3 separate regions of the Rattus norvegicus genome follow, and regions 2 and 3 are each linked to region 1. The links are chromatin contacts, called in public Hi-C maps. All regions are on one chromosome and are shown on one strand. Each heading gives the region's core, a stretch centred on a gene start, on an enhancer-like site or on the middle of the called end of the contact. The rest is flanking DNA. Distances are from core to core; before and after follow the strand shown.

Region 1 (4,968 bases), core at 1,026-3,525:
AACCTCCTTGTAACTCCAGCTCCGGGAAGAATCCGATAGCCTCTTCTGGTCACCACAGTTACTGTACACATGCTCACAATCCCGCCTATACACACAGCTTCAAACGCATAAAAACCTCCCCAGAGCCAGATTTCAATAGGTGTGCCTGTAGATAAGGCCACCGTCACTAGGTTATAGGTGGACCAACAGCTAAAGGAGGGGAGACCAGGACAGGAAGAGTAAGAGGATCTCTGAGGATCTAGCTGCATTCTTCTCTTCTTCATCTATCTGATTAATGGAACATACAAGTGAAGCTCTCAAATTCCAGCCAGCAAGAGAATCTCAGGAAGAGGCTTTCTTTCTTTTTTTTTTTTTTTTTTTTTTTTTTTTTTGTCTTTGAGATAGGGTTTCTCTATGTAGCTAGCTGTAGACGCACAGGAACTGGCACTGTAGACCAGGCTGGCCTTGAACTCAGAGATCCACCTGCCTCTTCCTCCCCAGTGCTGGGATTAAAGATATGTGCCACCACTGCTCAGCTCATGGAAGAGGCTTCTTTTTTTTTTTTTTTTTTTTTCCCTTTTTTTTTCCGGAGCTGGGGACCGAACCCAGGTAGGGCCTTGCGCTTGCTAGGCAGGCGCTCTACCACTGAGCTAAATCCCCAACCGAAGAGGCTTCTTAAAACAGATTGTACTACTCCTCCCTGCCTCCCAGGAACCCGTGAAGAACCCTAAAGTATATGCTGGGCCAAATGGTAAGTGCACAGTGAGAGTAGTATTGTTGCTACAATGAAAAAGGCACTGGGTCTGTTGAGTGCCCGAGTAAATGGGAATCGTGTAATGACAACAATCTACGGATTTAAAAATCATGAAATTACCTTCATTAAACAGAGTGTTGGCTTCTTCGAGGACCTCTGTTAGTTTGTCACCAGCATTCAGTATGTCCTCCCGGTTTTCTATTTAAAAGAACACAAACTTAGGGGACCGTGCACATCCTTCGCTAATAAGTAGCCGCTTACAGTCCCGCTCCTACTTCCTGGGTAATGATTAGAATGTCTTAATCTCTTTAACAGAAAGAGGCTTTATCTTTTACAGAAAGAGGCTTTAATGCTACTGTTTCAAGCGGCTTTTGTGTGTGCAAAAGGCCTGGGGACAACCCTAGATGTAGTTCCCTCAGCGTACCATTATCTTTGCCTTTTGAGACAGGGTCTCACTAACCTGGAACTAGCCAAGAAGGCTGGGTGGGCTGGCCAGAGGGACCCATGGACTCTGCTTCCCCACAGCTGAGGATGCACGTTTGCACCACTATTCTTAGGGGACACTTTAGGGGGCTCCTGGGGATCTAACTAAGGTTATTATGGTTTGCCGAGACTCAGTCATCTCCCCAGACCCCAAAACTTGATCTCTTGACAGTTAACACTGGCTTCCCGTATGTAATCTTACTCCAAAGGGATGACTCTTCTGCGCCCCAATACAAGGGCTCGATTAAGAAGTGATTGTCAACTTCTCAAGGCCCACCTGAAGAGCCACACAACAAACGCTTGGGCCTACTCAGCATCTCTGATTCAGTGCATCTGAGCTGGGCGGGGAAATGTGCATCTTAGCAATTCCAACCTCAGGGGCCCACAAGGAGCAAGCTAGGTTGAACAAAAAGCACCTGGTGTTATTTGCTTGCCTTCCCTACTGGCTGGCTGAGCTCAAGCAAGTCATCATCAGGTCTGATCTCCCGCTTTTCCAGCCAGCAACAGAGCTTGGCGGCGCCCAACGCCAAGGTCGCCTAGGGTGCACTTAATAAACAAGCGAAGGCGCGCCGCCGCGAGCCCGCGCAGACCGGCCAGCGCCCGCACCTTCGCGGCCCTCCCCAGCCACGGAACGCCGCTGGCCCGCGCAGCCCCAAAGCGCCACCTTACGTTGGACGGAGTTGATGAGAGCGCGGTACTGATGGCGGATCTGGCGGCACAGGCCCTGGTCGTACTCGGCCTCCAAGCAGGCCGGGTCCATCAGCTCGTCGCCTGAATCAGACGGCTCGGTGTCCTCCAAGCTCGGGCGCTCCGCTGCCTCCCTGCGCTCCGGCGCAGCGCCGCGGCGGGCCAGCGGGGACCGCGAGCGGGAACGGGAACGGGTGCGATCCCGGTGCGGGTCGCGGCCCCGGCCCCGGCCCTCAGACCGGCGGCCGCTGCTGTCCCCAGACATCGCGCCAATTCGCCTTGCAACTTCGGAGCGGCGGAAGTTCGCGCCAGAAACTGAAACCCCCGGCTGGGCTCGAGCGCCGGCTCCAGGCGCAACGCAGCTCCCCGGCTGGCGCGCGAGAGCACAGCGACGCCTGTGGCCTGGAGGTCGGCGGCGGGGTTGGCTGTGTATGAGCCTGGCACTGGCTTACTCCACACTGCAAGCAAGAGACGTTGGACTTTGGATCTCTGGTCCTAATGCCCACCCCCACTTAGCCATACATCTTCCCATTGTCTCGTTGGATCCTCTGGCCTTGGGGAGGACACGGCAAACAAAACAGAGTTCCTTGGCTGTATCATAATAAACAGTTAAGCATCCTAGATATCTGCACCACTGCGGCATGTTCACAGCTGATTCACTAACTACAAATACCCTATAACAGATCTGAGAAAGATAATTATATGCAATATGGTTTCAAAGATACATGTATACTTTTCATTCCATGTGCTTGTGTGTGTGCGTGCTCTGTGCAAAGATACACATGCACAAGTGTGCATCTGCGGGTGCAGACCGGAAGTTGGCTTCAGGGGGATCTTCCTCTCTCAGTTCCACGAATTTTTAAAGATTTGTTGTTCGTGTATACGTGTTTTATTTGCGTGCACATTTTATACCAAATACATTCAGTGCCCTCAAATGTCAGAATAGGACGTGCAAACCCCCTCTGGAACCAGCATTAAAGAAGGGTCTGTGAGCTTCCCAGTGGATGATGGCAATGGAACCGTACTCCTGTGAGAGCAACGAGTGCTCTTAACCTCTGAACCATCTCTCCAGCCCACTCTCCACATTTTTTACCATACGTTGTCTCTAGCTGAACCTGAAATTCATCGTTTTGACAGGACTTAGATAGCCAGCAAGACCCAGGGATTTTCCTGTCTTCACCTCCACCGCAGTGGGATTATAGCTCCACACTGCCAAGGCACCAGTTTTTATGCACCTTAGGGATCCTGAGGTAATCTACCCTCCCACTTCCCCACCCCCTTCCTCCATCCCTCCCTCTCACATAGGATTTCATGTAACCCAGGCTGGCCTCAAACTGACCGTGTAGCTGAAGAAAATGTTGAGTTCCTGATCCTCCTGAATCTGACCACCTCCCAAGGACTGAGTGGATTTTGAAACCAAGATCTAAAGCCTAGTAAGCTCATTGCTATTGAAATACTATTGCTTGAGCTGGAGAGACAGCTCAGTGGTTAAGAGCACTGACTGCTCTTCCAGAGGTCCTGAGTTCAAATCCCAGCAACCACATTGGTGGCTCACAACCATCTGTAAGTGAGATCTGATTCCCTCTTCCGGTGTGTCTGAAGACAGTTACACTGCACTCATATATAATAAATAAATCTAAAAAAAAAATCATTGCCTCTTGAGCCTCTGAAGAAACAAGGTAGGAAGGTGTGCATGAACACACACACACACACACACACACACACACACATATATAATATTGCTGGGTAGATTTAAAACACAAATTTGCATTGAAATCACTGAAGAGTATATGGGGAAGAAAAGGGTGAATGTGATTAATAAAATCCACTGTTCTCTATATTAATATTGACTTCTGAGCAGAAATAAAACGTGAAGAGATGGTTGAGCAGTTAAGAGCACTTATTGCTCTTACAGAGGAACTAGCTTCAGTCCTCAGTATCCATATAGTTGCACACAGATGCCTAGAACAAGAGTTCTAGAAGATCCAATACCTTCTCTGGACTCCCACACATATGTGATGCATGTAACATCACCAGGCACACGGATGCTCATAACAAATGCTCACACATAGCAAATCTCTTTAAGAAATAAAACATGCCGGTTGTGGTGGCGCATGCCAGTAGGATTTGCTGAAGGAAGCAGAGGCAGGAGGATCACGAGTTCAAGGTCAACCTGGGCTACACATTTTGTCCTCAGCTCCGGAAAAAAAAAAAAAAGAAGAAGAAGAAGAAATAAAACACAAGCTTATAGCAATGTCTCTGGGTCTAATGCAGCACTCCAGGGGGTTTTTCTCCACCCTATGATGATGAACTTTATGCCACTTACTTACATGATAACTTTGATAAGGGATGCCCAGAACACTGGCAAAAATGTTATTTGTAGGTGAGTCTGTCCTAAAGAAGTGCTGCCCTCAGAATCCTAGCTAGGCACCATCCAACTCAGGAGGACCTAGTCAAATGGAGGAAAGGGGCGGAGACCAAGAGAACCTTCTATCTTTCACCTTGAGCAAGGACATCTATTTCTGCACTCAGACATGGGACTCCTGGTTCCAGGTTCCAGACCAGGACTGCGCTGTCCTCATCACCCATTCTCCTGCCCTGGACCCTGGACTAGGAGGTACAGCACCAGCAGCCCTGGTTCGTCAGCTTTCAGACACTTAAATTCGCTCTCCAGACCACGTGTTGGTTGAGAGGGTTCTTGGCTTCCCTGACTTCAAGAGGCCAGGCAGATAATAAAACTCCTCCTTCGTATTTATGTAAATGGTGTTGGTTCTGTGTCTCTAGAGAGCCCTGGCTGATACATTCTGGTTTTATATTTATAAATTCCTCCTCAACAGTGAGAAGTCTGGTTTCTATTATCATCAATGTAGCTCCTTGTTTACCTAATCCTCCCGTTTGTAGCGATCCCTGCTGGGCGAGGCTCTTAGCTTTTCATCCGTCTCTGCAGTTGCTGATGAATCATTCAGCTTTTGCTATCTTTTTACAAAGTGTTAATCAAGCTTGGCAGTAGTCTCATGGCCACCTTTTTTTTTTTTTTTTTTTTTTTTTTACACTTCTAACATCAG
Region 2 (4,968 bases), core at 1,503-4,002, 210 kb after region 1:
GCTTAGGCCTGCAAGGAAAGAAGGCCTCATAGTAGCAAAGGACACTCAGTGACCAACCTACCTTTCTTCGGTCTTTCTCTCCCTCCCTCCCTCTTTCCATCTTCCCTCCTTCCCTCCCTCCCTCCTTTCCTTCCTTCCTTTTTCCTTCCTCCCTTCCTCCTTTCCTTCTTTCTTCCCTCCTTCCCTCCTTCTCTCCCTCCCTCCTTTCTTCTCTTCCTCCCTCCCTCCTGTTACTATCTAGCCCTCCCCATCCTCCCTCTCCATAATGAGAAACAGTCTTGGAAATATTCCAAGACCAGGTTTTTATAGTCTTGGGGAATTGGCCTTCATGTTGATTTATGTCTAGCTATGTTTTTATTTGCTTAGGCTCATGATAATTGGTTTTAAAAATAATTTTTCCCACGTAAGGATTTGTGGGGTAAACATACAAGTTTATGTGCTAAGCCTGGATCTGCACAAGCCTAGAGAGCAAGCCTGTAGTTAGTGTTTGGCACTTTGAGTCCCACCTGTCTGTAGTTTACCACAGATAAACAGCTCAGTGGCCTTTGCAGTAGCGACAGGGCTAATGTTTGAATGGCTGGCCCTCTCAGGGGTGTTAACTGTGGCTTATGTTACTGAGGACTGGTTTACCTCAAGCTCCTGAGGCACATTCAGACACATTGATCCCACGGAAGATGCATCACATCGGAACAAAACGCACCAGCTTATGGATGAGATAAAAACTTCAACACGCTGGGGATTCTAAGAGCCGGCAAAAGAGCTGGAGAGGAGACACGCTTGTCTTAGTGTGGAAAGGGTTGCCTCGTGGTGTCTTGGGATATGACACTGGCAGATGCTGGTGTGGTGTTGAGGGAGAAAGGCCTGAGGGAAGGCTGCCACAACCAGCTTGTAGCTCACAGCTAGAAGCAAGAGTTCCCCCTGGTAGGCTCTAAGCATGCAGGCCTCTCTGGCTGACCTCTCAGGGGAGCCTGCCATTATGGTGATACAGAAGGTACTAAATGCTGATTCCTGCTTCTGAGGTAAAGTGCAGCTGATGGCAGTTCGAACATTTTAATCTTGGACAATCAGAGTGGGTATCAGAGGATGGTGCATTTCTTACTCGGGCCCTGAACAGTTTTCTGTGCACAAGAGAACCCCCCCGGGATGGCTCAATGAGACTACTGCACCACCCCCGGCTGAGCACATCCTCCATTGCTTGGATAGCATCCCTACTGTGTGTGTAGCCTTGAGCCTTACTCACCAGCCTCTTGCTCATCAGATTTTCCAAAGCTTTTCTAACCAGAAGAATTGTGATGTCAGTTGCTACGGAGGATCACTGGGTGAGGCCACTAGACAGTTCAGGGTCTGCATAGACAACCTGAGACATGACTGGGAAGGCGGGTAGACCCGCCCGCCGTAGGAAAGGGAGTCTCCTCATGTATGGAAACAAGCCCATGGCCTCATCTGGATTCCACATTTCCATCCCTGTTTCATTCCGCCTGTCCAGCCAGGAGAGCCCAGGCCTGAGAGCCTGCAGACCAGAGTGAATGTGGACGTGCTTTGAGGTAGAGCCTGGTCCAGCCGACCCATGCTAGCTCTTCCCTCTGGTGTAGCTTTCAGGTGCTCCACACTTCATCATCCCTCCTCAGCAGCTCCTCTGAAGAAAGTGTGCCTTACTAAAACTCAGTACCTGGTTCCTTGGAAGGAGGATGAGAGGGATCCCCTGTGCTTTCTGCATTCCAGATTGTTGCGATTTTTTGTTTGTTCGTTTCCGCTTTTCTAACAACTGCCCTGATTCTCTGTTTTGCTTCCGTTTTTCTGTTGCTCCTTGCCCTTTGCTTGCAAAACAAACAGGCAAGCCTGGTAAGTAAACGCTCCCCACCCCCCACTCAATCTGACACCTACCCATTGCAGCCCCTTGCTTGTGTTTTGTTTTTCTGGCTTGGTTATTTTTGCTTTTGTGTACTTGTCGCATCCCCCTCCAGTTTAATAGTGGTTTGCCTGCAAACGTCAGAAAGCCCCATCAGGGTTGCGAGTCCAGAGTGTCGTGTCTGGGGGCTGAGGCTGATTTCCTGAATTTAAGAGCCTAGCTTTGTTGGTCACGAGTAAGAAGATTTGTGGAGACTTGCCGCTGCCTGGCTCTCCTGGGAACCGGGCAGTTCTATTTTTAAAAGTGACAGAAAGCTTGGGCTAGGGGACATCTTAGATGCAGGAAATCAGATGGACTCTGTGATAAATGGCTCCTTCAGCCTGTCTGGTGAAATGTATACGTGACCACAGATCAGCCCAGAATGTACATCGTACAGCATGCTGGGAACAAAGGAAATGGCTAAAATTCGGTTAATAACATCTATGGAAACTTGCCAGTGCCCTCTCTTTTGGGAGTGTAGGCGTAGCAGGTAGATTGCTTGTATTAAAAAGTTCTCTGTATTTAGAAGGCAGCTCTTAGTGAGTCATTGAAACGCTGTCCCACCGAGTCAGGGGTGATGTTAAGAGCTTCTATGCACAGTGATGATGTTGACAACAGGTCAGATTCCAGGCTGTCCCTGGGCGCCAGGCACTTTCTATTCATTCTTTCTCTCTCTCTCTCTCTCTCTCTCTCTCTCTCTCTTTTTTTTTTAAATCCCTCAAATGCTATGGTCTAGAAGCACTACCATCCTCTGCTTTTGGTGAGGAGACACAGTGAGTTTAGGAACACTGCCCAAGGTCGTACAAGTGTGAGAGTTGAGATTCCAGGCTGACTTGTCAGATGCCGGAGCCACTGCGCTTGGTGACTTCTGGCAGCTGCTGGGAACACGAAGAACCCTGGGATCGTAGAGGCGGGATGGAGGGCCGTTTGGCATCTCCTAGGCCAGTGGTTTTCCAGGCAGGGTCCTGGGTCAGCTCTAAGTCTCCAGGGAGCTTGGTACTTGTAGATTCCAGCCCCAGCCTGACCTGCTGAGTTAAAAGGGAGGAGGAACTTGAGTCTGTCTGAGTAGTCCTCCAGCTGCTTCTAATGCGTGCTCACATCTGACCGCTGCCTCGATTGGTACACAGGCCTTGGGACCACACAATTCCAGGGCTTTCTCACCTGTCTCTGTCAGGCTTGGAGTAAAATTCAGACTGTGATCCCCACCGTGCCACACAATAATGATACACTGAAGTTAAGATACAGCAAGAGGGTGGTCTATCAGAAAACAAGGAAAAACAACCCAAATCAATACCTCTGGCTGTTCCTAGTGGGAACTGTCCATCATCACGGGAGGCTGGAGAGGGATTTGGTCGTGGCTGTGCTTTTTGCTTTTTTTTTTTTTTTTGTCTCTGGGGCTGCGCCCGGGCTGTGCTGTCCCCTCAGTGAACAAAAGCCTTCACCATTCAAACCCTCTTTCACCTTCTGTGAAGGGGATAGGAAACCCTTCGGGCCGCCCTTGTTCATGCAGTGCACAGACCACATATCAGCACTACTTGTGTGGCGGAGTTTTGTGTGCCCAGAGCAGAGCAGCAAATCTGACCAGCCCTCAGCCAGCCTGGGGAGAGTGGCCAGGTTACTTCTGTCATTGCTTTCCCCAAACACTTGACAGACTCACCCAAAGGGAAGAGTTTGGTGTTTGCCTGACAGTTTCAGAACAGTCCGTCCACCCTGGTGGTGAGGGCATGGGGTTCGTATTTTGACAGGCAGGAAGCAGAGAAGGGGGAGAAGCTAGGGCAAAGGGTTTGGTCCCAGTGACCTACTTCTTCTAGCCAGCTCCTACCTCCTCCTCTCTGCCACCGCTCAGTTCCATCATCATAATATGAACACGTTTACAAGGTCACGGTCCTCATGACCTACCTGTCCTGAAGATGCCCTCACAGGCACACCCAACATAGACTGTCCTAATTTACACATTGCTCAGTCTAATCAACCTGACCAGATTGCCATCATAGGAGCAGCATGGCAGCAGGAATCCTGCGTCCGAAGCCTGGGATGTGGAGAGTATAGCAGAACCAGAATCCACAAGTAGCCTGGTCATGTGCGTGCGCGCACTCCCCCGCATGTACACACGCTCTTTGACATTTAGAGAGGAAGCGATGGGGGATCAGACATGTAACTTGGAGGTTTCTGAAGGCTCCTGAGTGCTGGGGCAGGGGCTGTCAGGGCTGCACCAAGTGTGTGGGGTGCAGCCTGGATTTTATTCTTAATGAGCGGAGGTCTCTGTGAGCAGAGACTTACCTTGCCATCACGGCTGGAGGCTGCCCTTGCCATCGCTGTTGTTAGAAGTTCCAGATGTGGTTTCCCTCATCGTATCCAGCTCTAAGCCAGTCCTGGGCAATAAATACCCTCCCGTGTGAGCTGTGAGTGACAAAGATCTGCTGGGCTGTATACTGTCCCCAGGAGCTCTTGGTTCTGAGGATGGGGGTAGTAGATGTCATTGAATCCACTGTCACCTGGAGAGGCAAGGGTACCTTGCCTACTCTGTTGGCAACCAGCTTAGAGTGTGGTCCCTGAAGTAAGGGTAGGGCTGTCTTTGTGTTAGAGAGAGTTTGTCCTGCAGTGCAGAGACATCCGAGTTCAGTGTGGGATGGGAGAGGGTCAGACATGGCTGAGAGCAGAGCATTAGTACTAGCATTCTCAACTAAGCCCGAAGAACTGCATTGCCTTACTGCAAAACGACCTTTGCGGTTTTCCTGGGGTGTGGTACTTTGTACAACCAAGAAGTCAGTATTGTTATGAATAGAATTTCAGGAATGTTTTAGGGATAAAGAAACCTCTTTCTTCTAGTGTCTAGTCTATCTTGATTCCATTTTGGAAAGGGCCCTCCAGGGCCCTGGCCACAGCACCCTATAATCTCATTTTCCCAGAAAATACAGTAGTAATTTTTTCTTTCTGACCCGGTGTGGATCCACTTAGGGAAGGAAATGTAGACCCACAGGGTCTCCAGTGTAGACGTGTAAGGGCTGCATTGATCAGGTTAAAGGTTGACTTCTCCCCCTCAGGATATGTCATGGCCCCAGGTCTGTGAGTGTTGTCCC
Region 3 (4,968 bases), core at 1,255-3,754, 150 kb after region 1:
TTGGGCCCATGCTGAGGCATCCCTTCCCCCCACCAGGCCCATAATATAGAATAGTATAGAACACTAGTATAGAACACATAGTATAGAATAGAGTTTATTCAGGGGATGGGGAGGGGAGTTGAGAGGGTAGAGGCAGAGAAAGGCAGAGAGAGAGAAGAGGAATAGAGGCAGGGGGTGAGCATATGGAGTGAGGGGGGAGGGGAATGGGAAGAGAGGGGGAAGGGACAAGAGGACAGAGCAGGAGCCAGAAGGCAAGAGAGAGAGGGGAGGGGGAAAGCAGCTCCTCTTATAGTGAGTCAGGCATACCTGGATGTTGTCAGGTAACTGTGGGGTGGAGCCTAGACAGAATGCTAACAGGCAGGGAGTGGGCAGAAGAAGAGGAAGACTAGGTTTGCTTCACTGAGAGAACCAGCCTGTGATCCTGGTCAGGCCAGGAGGCCATTATCTCAGTCTGCTTCTGCCTGGGGCTCCAAACATGTTACTGTCATTGTTGTCCCTTGTGGGGGGGGGCAGTCTGGGTCCCATGAGGTAATTTCCAACCCCCTTTGAGGGGGGACAGTCTGGGTCCCATGAAGCAGTTCCCCCCTGTTCCTTTTGAAGCCTCACTATCCTTCGGAGAGGGATATGTCCTGCAAGTCTTGCCCGTGCTTGGAGGTCCTCTCTGTTGGTCCTTCGTCGTAAAGATGTTTATCGGTCGGTCCAGGGCTATTGTAGAAATTTCTAGAAGCAGAAAGTTAAAGAGGCAAACTAGAGCCAGTGGACACAATGGAGTTAGTTCAGGCTGGGGGCTGGGACCCTCTTTCTCATTTCCCCCATTTTTTCCCAGTGTGTAAGTAACCTAACGGAGATCTGCACACTGCCCAGGGGAAGGGTCCCTTTCCTCGGAAGACTGTATATTAACGCCAATGAATATCTTTTTACTACACACTGTGAGGTTCTTTTGGATCCCAGCCTGCTCCTCCTCCCTCTATGATTGGATAAATAAGTTGCAGGATTCTTACCACCGGATGACAGTAGTGTTAGCAGAATGATGGCCTCCCCGGGAGGGAGGCCCTGCCTGCTGGAGGTTACCTTCCCCACAAGACTGGCACCAACCTTTGCTATCTCCATTTAAACACAGAAAGAAACCTCAGTGTTTCCTGGAGATTTCGTGTCACTGACTCCCGGGGAGCAATTTTGATGGCGTAGTGTTTTGACACAGAGAAGAAATATGAGCCCAGGAAATTCAGCTGGTCCTCAAGCTCTGTAGCTTGTGGGCAAGTAGCAATTCCAGATGTGCCGGCCTGTGCAGACGTTCTTAGCCACACTTTTGGGAAGCAGTCAGTAGGTTGGAGGGAATCTTAAAGTGTGTTGAGTAGCTTTATTTTGACTTTATCGTATGGACTGGTAGGTTTTTCTTCACCTTATTATTGTTTTGGGGTCTGTAATGCACATGATTCTTACGTACTAACTGCCATTCCTGTTGAGGAATTGTAAAAAGGTAGAAGAGTCTTTTCACTTTCCTGTAAGTAGTTTTGGTTGAATTCAGTTGTAAACGCTCAGGGCTCAGAAAGCCATTGCAGTTAAAGGGCTGTGAGGGCTGTAGGCACTTACAGGGAGATAGAATGCTTTTCAAGTAGTCTCTAGTGAGAAGGCCCAGAGCTCAACTATGGAGACCTTTCCGAGCTGCTCCCCAACAGGGAAATGGGGTCTGGCACTGGGTGTCCCCTCCATCAACGCCAGCCTGCCTATGTTTAGGATCTGGGGTGAGCCTTTCAATGTCCCTCACAGCTACCTTTCCCTATATATTCTTGATATATGAGGGGCCTGACTCAGGAGCACAGTGTGCATAGAAGAGGGCTTGTCTTTGTAGAAAATTCATCTCATGGCCAAAGACCAGAATCCAGACCCAGCCCTATGGCTCTTTCTCTCCAGCTGGCCCCAACTCTGCATTGTTGTTCAACTATGAAGGGTCCTTGGAGGCCTGGCCTTAGTGGGCTGGAAGCCTAGAAGTTGTGCCAGGTCGCTGCCCCTGATACAGACTTTAGTCTTAATCCCAGCCATCCTGTCTGAAGAAGGTTCAGGTGTGTAGTCCTCAATTTCTACTGCAGCCTGTTTTACTGGTTCCGCAGCCCTCCTACGGTTAGGGGTTAGGGGTGGGGGAGGGGGAGTGGGGGGGTAGGGAGTGAGAGAGAAGGGACCTGCTCCCAACTTTATCAATTGCTAGACCACCTTGCCTTGCCTCGCCTCGGGGCTGAGGTGGTGGGGACCGCTTAAGTGCCAATGAGTAATACATTTACACCTCAAAAGAACACTGAACTAGTTGGCAGTTAGGGCTAAACCGGGAAGCTTCGGCCTAGTGTGTGAGCAGAGGGAGGGTCTTCGCCCCCCTCCCAGCAGTTTCCGGAGTTGTTGGAGCTTTGTGAAGATGCAGGCGTCAGGCCGCTTGGTGGTGGTGACATCATCAAGTCCCTACACACAGGCTGAACCGGGGGCTTTAAGAGAAGATCCTTTCCGACCTCGCCAGTGCTTGGGCTTACAGTGCCGCCTCTCGGGCAGCTCCACGCGTATCGGCCACGCTCACGCACACACCTAGGCGCGCACCCGCCAGCTGCACTCGCACGCGCACATTGCTTTGGTGCTCGCCCCCTGGGCCGGCTCCGGCCTCGAGCCGTTTGCTGCTCCCAGTCGCCGCCACCACGGATGCCAGCAGCTGCTCCCATCTGCAGTGCAGCAGCCCCGGCCGCCGGCCGGCCCGCCCCGGGCTGGAGGAACCGCACCAGGACGCTGGCCCTGCTCGTGGCTAGCCTGCACGCCAGGGCTCAGCGAGGATGGGAGGGTCGCAGTCCCTGCAGCCAGCCCCAGCCAGTGACCTGAACCTGGAGGTTTCTGAGGCCATGTAAGTGCGGTGCTCTGCCGCCCACCCATAGCCCCCGCGGGGAGGAGAGGCTGCCCGGCTTTGTTAGTGCTTCTCTCCCCCATGTGGTGCAGCGTGAAGCCTAGGCTGGTCTGGAAGCCTTGCAAAGCTTTACCTGCTGGCTGCTGCTTGTAGTGTTTTGTGTTTTAGCCGGACTGAGTATCTTGTAGCCCCAAGATGCTGCTGGAGGAGAAATAGCCCTCTGGAATTCGGTTTTGGTTATTCAGCAGCAGGGTGCGTGGTGGGGGCTTCTGCACTATCTGCATCTTTTCCTCAGCCACCCTCCTACCCCCACTGGTATTTCCTGCTAGGGAACTGGAGGCATCAAGGAGAGAAGGCCTCCTCCTAGGAGTATTGTGCATGCTGGAAACAGTGCTGGGTTAGCAACTGGCGCGGCAGGAGAGATGGATGGCATGGAGCTCAGAGTGCGTTCGTGTTCAGCCGGGCTAGTCCAAGCATCACCGGGCTACTCTCCTGCTAACACAGAGGACAAGGCCGCCTGCTATTATTAGTAAAGACAGCCAAACAGCCTTGTCATTGGTTGAGGCAGAGGCTGACTATGCATCGATCCAGAAACCCGATCTTTTCTCCAAACCACAGTGCTTATGTGCTCCGAAGTGGCTTTTCATCCTGAGGAGTGTTTGCTACAGTTGCTCTTTCTGTTAAGGTTGTCTCCATTACAAACCCAGGCTGGTTGGGGGATGGGGCTTATGCACTAGGTCTGCCTGTCAGATCACAATTCAGCAAGTAAGGCTGCTGCTGTCCAAAGTAGGCCTGCCCGTCCCCTCCGATGTCTTCTCCCCTTTCCCAAAAGAGGAGAATGTTTCTGGAGACTCGCAGGGTGGGGGTGGCAGAGCAGTCTGGGTTCTTACGAGTATTGGGTAGGTAACTTTACAGCTAGCAGGCTTTGGTGTCTGTGTATTGGGCCCCATGGGAGGGGAGTGTGGGGGCATCAGTGACAGCCAGCCGGACTCATGGGGTGATGTCATGCGGGGCTGAGTGAGCCAGGCTCTGGCTTTTGAACAGCCAGTCATTCTGAGGACCAGGTGTGTATCCATCCTGTGGCTTCATCCCCGTAACTCGAGAACGCAGTATCTTACAATGGAGGTGCATTGTGTTGGGGAGTTTTTACGGTATGAACCCTGCGCCGGTCTGTCCTGTCCACTCAGGTGCAGTATTGTGAGGTGTGTGGAATATCCTACCGCCCTATAGGACTCAGGAAAGGAAAATTTCAGCCTCATTTTTTTTCCCCCAAAGTCTCTGAACTAGCAATCAGTGACACCTGACACCAAACACTGGAGGGGCCAGAAAAGATCCTAGGTTTGGGAAAACTTGCACATCAGTCATTGGAAATTAAGCTTCCTGGCCCTGAAGGTTCTTCTGTCCTGGTTGAGTTACTGCCTTGTGTTCTGGGAGCTGAGGGCTGAGTCTGGAGAGATTCTGTTAGGTACATGTTGTTTTAGATAGTAGTCTTTAAGGATTTGTCCCGTAGGGATAGTGGCAATAGAATAAAACTTGAGGCCCAGCAGCCATCTTGAGAGGGAAGTTGCTCATCCAATATTTTTGTTGTCTGCTTGGTCTATTTTTGACACTTGAGGCTTCTAAAATATCGTAGAGTACAATTTAAGATGCTCCATTAGAGTCATTCACAAAAATCCCACCCTCTGTTCCCCCAAGGTTTAGAAAAGTAGAAAGGGAATAGCCGAGGGCCGTTGTTCCTAATGGCTGGCCTTTGCAACCCTCTCAGAGTGTTTCCTCTACAGATGTGCTCTCTCCAACAAAAAAACAAAGAAAGAAAACTACATTAAGAAAGCTGCCCTTCTGTGCGCAAGCAGGTGTGGCGTTTTCATCATCGTGCAGATGAAAATGCACGCTCAAAAGTGATACAGAAACAGTAGTTGGGGCAGCCGAAGTGCTTCCTCTGTAAGCTGACGGGTGTCAGGGGTTCGAGGTTGAAGGCCAGGTGCACTCACCTGCCGCCAGCTCCAGTCCACAGAAGCAGGAACCTAGAGCGACCATTTCTTTTTTTGGGGGTGGGGAGTAAAAGCTTGATTTACAGAGGACCACACATA

The links. Hi-C and Micro-C count contacts between places; a contact is called where the count stands out from the background.
Region 2: a contact with region 1 is called in a Hi-C map of frontal cortex, with 2.3 times the contacts expected there. The contact joins the enhancer-like site here to the promoter of Nsmce4a in region 1. A contact is called at or near these places in 5 of 12 Hi-C or Micro-C datasets (the A7r5 cell line, the Rat2 cell line, Schwann cells and 2 more) and 1 of 1 datasets of contacts at active chromatin or transcription factors (oligodendrocytes).
Region 3: a contact with region 1 is called in a Hi-C map of frontal cortex, with 1.7 times the contacts expected there. The contact joins the promoter of Tacc2 here to the promoter of Nsmce4a in region 1. A contact is called at or near these places in 7 of 12 Hi-C or Micro-C datasets (the A7r5 cell line, the Rat2 cell line, frontal cortex and 3 more) and 1 of 1 datasets of contacts at active chromatin or transcription factors (oligodendrocytes).

Annotation. Positions count from the first base shown.
Region 1 is chr1:194,537,181-194,542,148 of GRCr8, forward strand. Nsmce4a (NSE4 homolog A, SMC5-SMC6 complex component) reads right to left here and starts at 2,276. Exons shown (of 4, transcript NM_001106301.1): 1 at 1,886-2,276; 2 at 854-931. The coding sequence starts at 2,168. LOC134483930 (a long non-coding RNA gene) reads left to right here. Exons shown (of 2, transcript XR_010061141.1): 1 at 1-730; 2 at 1,426-2,537.
Region 2 is chr1:194,746,684-194,751,651 of GRCr8, forward strand. The region is part of intron 13 of Tacc2 (transforming, acidic coiled-coil containing protein 2); the gene reads left to right. Among named protein-coding and RNA genes, the nearest start is that of Btbd16, 17 kb to the right of the region's middle. Within about 2 kb of position 2,753, at least 15 of the 93 cell types and tissues checked have an H3K27ac peak or open chromatin away from gene starts, as enhancers often do. A contact at or near this core is called in the A7r5 cell line, where this site is marked.
Region 3 is chr1:194,682,657-194,687,624 of GRCr8, forward strand. Tacc2 (transforming, acidic coiled-coil containing protein 2) reads left to right here and starts at 2,505. Exons shown (of 17, transcript NM_001415936.1): 1 at 2,505-2,878. The coding sequence starts at 2,811.